Linked DNA regions of Callithrix jacchus: region 2 is linked to region 1. The links are chromatin contacts, called in public Hi-C maps. All regions are on one chromosome and are shown on one strand. Each heading gives the region's core, a stretch centred on a gene start, on an enhancer-like site or on the middle of the called end of the contact. The rest is flanking DNA. Distances are from core to core; before and after follow the strand shown. Region 1 holds the start of MATN1 (matrilin 1). Region 2 has its middle 35 kb from the start of SDC3.

The links. A called contact is a pair of places that touch in the nucleus more often than the background predicts.
Region 2: a Hi-C map of skeletal muscle shows a contact between it and region 1, with 5 times the contacts expected there. The contact joins the enhancer-like site here to the promoter of MATN1 in region 1. A contact is called at or near these places in 2 of 3 Hi-C or Micro-C datasets (induced pluripotent stem cells and skeletal muscle).

The regions. Positions count from the first base shown.
Region 1 is chr7:67,375,548-67,378,531 of calJac240_pri, reverse strand. It overlaps MATN1 (matrilin 1), which reads left to right and starts at 1,400. Exons shown (of 9, transcript XM_035308458.3): 1 at 1,400-1,431; 2 at 1,825-1,895. The coding sequence starts at 1,400.
Region 2 is chr7:67,565,906-67,568,627 of calJac240_pri, reverse strand. No RefSeq gene overlaps it. Among named protein-coding and RNA genes, the nearest start is that of SDC3, 35 kb to the right of the region's middle. Within about 2 kb of position 1,362, at least 2 of the 16 cell types and tissues checked have an H3K27ac peak or open chromatin away from gene starts, as enhancers often do.

The DNA of each region.
Region 1 (2,984 bases), core at 151-2,650:
GGCCTGAGCTTCAGCTTGGCTCTGCCCCTACACTGGCTGGGTGGCTTCGGGTAAGTCAGTGAACCTCTCTGGGCCTCAGTTTCTCCATCTGACAAATGGGCCAACAGACTCAGATCTGCTGACCTCACAGGTTTATTGGGAAAGCAAAGGAGACAGAGTGGTAGTGTGAGTAACTGAGCCATGTCAAGGGTGGAACGGATCGTTGTCATTAGTGCTGGAGAGTGTGGTAGCCGTGAGTTGGGTCTGCTGCACCTGGCAATCGCTTTTTGTCTGTACATTTCCTTTGACTGAGGTAGAATTTACACGAGTGAAGTGCATAGGTCCAAAGTCTTAGAATTCTTCCCCTGGAGCAATGACAATCCTTCAACCCATCTCCCCCTCCATCCTCCTATTGCCCCTCACATGGTCCCAGTGAGGCAGGCAGACCAAGAGCTACCATTCCCACTGCACCATAGCAAGCTGAGGCTCAGAGAGGTTAAGTCACCAGCTCCAGGTCACACAGCCAGTTAGGAGCAGAAGTGGCTTTGAACCTGGATCTCTCAGGTAGCCAAGCCCATGCTCTTTCTGCTCTATCTCATGAACTACTGGATCCTAATGGAATGAAAGGGGTCGTTCCTGGTTATGCCTCTTTATTTACAAGGTTTATCTTGGCCTTCTCTGCACTGGACCTGATGCAGAGATGAATCCACTGGTTCACAGGTGAGGTGGGCCAAGCAGGGATGCACATGGGGAGGAGGTGCGCATGGAGGAGGCACCTCCATCATGCTACACCAAGACAGCAGCGTGGCTGAGAGCACAGGCCTGGAGCTCTGTACTGGCAATAGCGCTTCTTAGCTGTGTGACTTCAGACAACTTCCTTCAGCTCTCTGTTCTTTAGTTCCTCTGGGAAATGGAGATAATAACAGTAGCTGCTTTACAAAGTGGTCATGGGGATTAACTGAGAAACCTCATCTAACTCCTCTGCTCCTTGACTGAACCCCAGGAAGTATGTGCGGTTACCATGCCTAGTTTCCAGATGAGGAATCTGAGACATGAGAGGTGAAGTCACTTGCCCATAGTCACACAGGTAGTTTGCGGATATAGCAAACTCAGGTGACGTGGCTCCAGAAATTCTGTGCTCTTAACTGTGGTTTCCATTGCCCTGCCCGTACTGAGTGACGGTACATGTTAGCCCTCATTATGACCTTGAAAGATTCTGCAAGGCAGAGAGTTAGCGAGGGGTAAGGACTCTGGGCAGGTGGCCCTGCAGGTGCGATGGCCTGGAGGCCTTTGGGGAGAATCCGGGGGTAGCTGGGGAGCAGGGTGTGTGTGGTGAGAAGGGCACAGTGAAGCCGGGGCAGAGGCAGTGCATTTCATGAGAAACTTGGGGTTGTGGGTTGGGGAAGGATTTGGGTGTGGGATGACGGTGCGGGGCTGGGCCGTTGGACTCAGGTATGCCTGGGCTTGGGGTGGAGCTTCAAGGCAGCGCTGGCTCCAGCCCCTGGAGGAGCCACCCCCTCCACCCACCTGAGATTTCCCAAATTCCAGCTGCGGCTCTGGTTGCTTCTACAGGCAAAGGAGGCCTTGTGGTCGGAGGGGCCTCTGGAGCCCGGGCCAGGCGCTCCCGCCCTCTCAGGGCACACACACCTCCATTCAGCCGGAGCCCCGCCCCTGGGGGGCTGGGGGCCAGGGCGGGCTGCCCCCACGTCAGTCATCAGTTGGGGGCCACCTGACCCAGAGGCTGGGCGGGCAGTGGGGTTGATAAGACTGGACCCCACTGGCCCCCACCACTGTGCCGGCTGCTGCCCTTGCTGCCAGAACCATGAGGGGCCTCTCTGGTCCCAGGATCGTGCTCTGTGGCCTGCTGCTACTGCTCCAGGCTCCTTGCAGCCCGGGTCTCGCCCTCCAGTCCAGAGGTGAGGGGGCAGGTGTGAGATGGGGACACTGAGCGAGTGCGCCCTGACCATCAGCACTGTGGGCTGGGTACTAAGATGGCAGGGAGCAAATGGGATCCAGGATGGGGAGGGGGGCAGGGAGGCAGTGTGGGCAGCAGGCTGATGCCAAAGCAGACAGGGCCGGTGGTGCTGATAAGGGTCGGGACAGGGGTGCTCCTCAGCCCTCAGGGACCATGCACGTGGCAGGGACCGTGGTCTTCCAGGTCTCTGGGGAGCAGAAGATATTCAGAGAGCTGGCTGGCCTCTGGAGTTGCACCAAGCCCAGGGCAGAGCCCATGGCTCTTTGATGACAGCAGACCTGGGATGCCAAGAACTCATTCCCCCTTTGCGGGTCCTTCCAGCCCTGGGTTCCCGCGGGGCAGCATCACCCTCCAGAGTTTCAGGTTTGGGCACTGAGTCCTGGAATGCTCATTCTTCCTGTACAGATGGGGAAACTGAGGCCAGAGAGGGCCTAAGACCACAGAGTGAGATAGCCCCAGAGCCTCTAGGCTCCTGATCTACTGCTGTGTGGTGTGGCCAATTGCCTTCCCTTCTTTGGGTCTCAGTTTCCCCATTTGTAGCCTTAGCTAATAGAGAGCAGGGAACCAGCTGCAGGGTGGTTTCTAAGGTCTCCTAAGGAACTCTGACGCCCAGAGTCCCAGTCTAGTGCATGTGAGAGTCCGCAACTTGGGGGTTGGGATGGCCCTGCCCTTTCCTCTTTCGGATCAGCTCTGCTCAGTACAAACTTGCCATGTGATGGGAGGGAAGGGTTTTTGCAATGAGCCCCTCCTGACTGCAGGCCCAGGCCAGTGACTGTCATGCAGTAGCTTTATTCACTCCACTGGACATGTGAGATCATGGAAGCTCATAAAGGTGCAGTGATCTGCTCAGGACCCCGCAGAGTGGCTGAGCTAGGATCTGACCCCAGGCCTGAACTCACTTCTACCCTGCATACCTCCCAGCACATGGCACTGCCTTCTTGGGTCTCTGAGGGACACTTCTCCTCGGGGGCGTGTCTTGGGGGTGCACCTGATCAGGCTGCCGAGGTGGCCACCAGGATTTCCTGCTCCC
Region 2 (2,722 bases), core at 113-2,612, 190 kb before region 1:
CTTTCTAATGGGATAGACCAAATAAACAACTATAGTTGCAACCAATCAAATACTTGATTTTACTTCTGCTCTTATTCCATACATAATTGCCTCTGATGATTTGTCTCGGGAACATTAAACCTCTTCTGGTTTGGTGTTTCCCAGTTCATGAAGTGCTTTTCACTCAAAGAAGCTCTTTAAACTTATCTGTGGGATCTAACCATCAAAACAATTGAACTCATGGGGATAGACAGTGGAAGGATGGTCACCAGATGCTGGAAGGCCAGTGACAGGGGAGGGGAGAGGGGGGATGACAGTTAACGGTAACGACAAAAAAGAAAGAACAATCAGACCCAGCATTTGATGGTACAACAAGTTGACGACAGTCAATCATCTTTTTTTCCTCACTCTCTTGCCCAGGCTGGAGTGCAGTGGTACAATCTTGGCTCACTGCAACCTCCACCTCCCAGGTTCCAGCTATTCTCCTGCCTCAGTCCCCCTGGAGTAGTTGGGAATACAGGCACACATCACCACCTCTGGCTAATTTGGGTATTTTTAGTAGAGACAGAGTTTCACCGTGTTGGCCAGGCTGGTCTTGAACTCCCAGCCTCAAGTGATCTGCCCACCTCGGCCTCCCAAAGTGCTGGGATTACAAATGTGAACCACTGCACCCAGCCTAGTCAATAATAATTTAATCACACATTTAAAAATAACTAAAAGTGTGTAATTGGATTACACTTCCCGGTGCTCCCAGACCCCAGGGTGGAAACATGTCCTTAGACAGGGCTGGACCAGCGACTCTCAGGGGCTGAGCTGACCTGTTCTAGGGTCCCGGCAGCCACTTGCCCCCTCCCTGCAGAAACTCAGACTCTCACTTCCAGTGGGGCTAGGTGGGGTATCCCTGCCCTTCCACCTCAGGCCTGGGGTGAACCAGACAAGGAATGACTTAAAAATAGTGGTCTGGGGTTCCAGCTACTCAAGAGGCTGGGGCAGGAGGATCTCTTGAACCCAGGAGATAGAGGCTGCAGTGAGCTGTGATTGTGCCACTGCACTTCAGCCTGGACAACACAGGGAAGCCCTGTCTCTAAAAACAACAATAACAAAGGCACAGTGGTCTGCTGCGTGTGACTGTGAGCCCCAGTGCCGGGTGCTGCCCTGTGTTGCCTTCTTTACTTCCCTCTAGCCCCGGGAGCTGCCACTGACCCTAACTTTCATGGGAGGAAACTGGCCCTGGCCACTGGGCTAGAAGGGGCAGACCCAGCATTTGAGCCCGGAGTGCCCCAGGTGTCTCTTCGGAGCCAGTGCTGCCAGGGCAGCTGCTCTTTCCCTCCGCCATGGCCAGCAGCAGGGCTGCCCGAAGGGAATTCACTGTGGCTGCCGGGATCTGATCCCTTTACAGATGAGGAGACTGAGGCCAGGGGGGCACCTGAGGCCAGGGGGAGCATCCGTTCAGGGCACACAGGGGGTGAGGGCAGTGCTGGGGTGCCCCCTGGGTGCAGTCGCTTGCCTGTTGTCTGTCTCCCACCCTTGGTGGGTGTTCTCAGTGTCCAGATCTGTGCCCAGCCCTTGCTGGGTCTCAATAACTCTAGGTTGAAGTTTGAATGTGGGTCCAGCAGTCTCGAAAATCTAAAAAGCCAAATACACAAACATGACGCATTACATATCTCAATGACAGCTGTGCTCAGAGAGGGTGACCCAGTGGTCAGGTTCCACAGCCCTGGGGAAGAGAGATCTCCCCCCACAGGCCCTGGTCACTCCCATTCTCCCCCTACCCCACCTCCTAGAGGCAGCTGAGCTGCTCTAGCCTCAGGGTGAGGTGAGAAAGAAAATGTATTTTTAGGGAGGCTTATTTTTGATTCCAGGAAAATGATTCCAAATGAGCAGTTTATTCCCAGGCACGGGGGTGTGTTCCTGGAACGGCTTCTGGGGCAGTGCCCTCCTCCTGTCCTCCCCTCTCTCCTCCCCTCCTCTGTCCTCATCCAGCTTCCCTGTTCCTGCACAGAGAAGAGGGCAGGTGTGTGAGCATAGCTCCTGGGCCTAGGCTCCGCCAACGGTCATTTCCTAGTCCTGTGACCTTTGATGGCCAGGGTGGGACAGCCTGTGGGTCTGAATGAAGATCTTGCGGGGGAGGGGGCTTATCCTAAGAGCTTTGTAAACAACAGAGCAGATGGTCCAGGAGAAAGGAGTGGAAGAGAGAAAGCCCCCAGGACAAGGAGTGAAGCGACCTGGGTTCTAGTCCCAGTTCTGCCACAGGCTGACTGTGTGACCTTGGGGTTAATCACATTTCCTTTTCAGGCCTCAATTGTTTTCTCTGTGAAATGGGCAGTTAAAGTAGGCCCTGCCTGCTCTGTCCATTCTAGATCACAGGGAACAAGCTTCCAGAATGTTCTCAGCCTCATCCATGCATGATGCCAGGATGAAGCATCAAGCTGGAGCTCAGGACCTTGGAGTCTCTCCTGCTGGGTGGGGCTCAGCCACTGCAGGACCACTTCAGAGCACCCAATTCTCCAAGGCCTGCCTGCGTGGCCCAGGAGAGATGTCACCACCACCACCATGCAGTCTTTCTAGATTCTCTCTGAGAGGAGGTAGGTCCTCTCTGGCCAGACTCCCTCTGTTTTTTTCTTTGTTTTTGTGGGACAAAATCTTGCTCTGTTGCCCAGGCTGGAGTGCAGTGGCATGATCTTGGCTCACTGCAGCCTCTGTCTCCCAGCTTCAAGTGTTCTCATGTCTCAGCCTCCCGAGC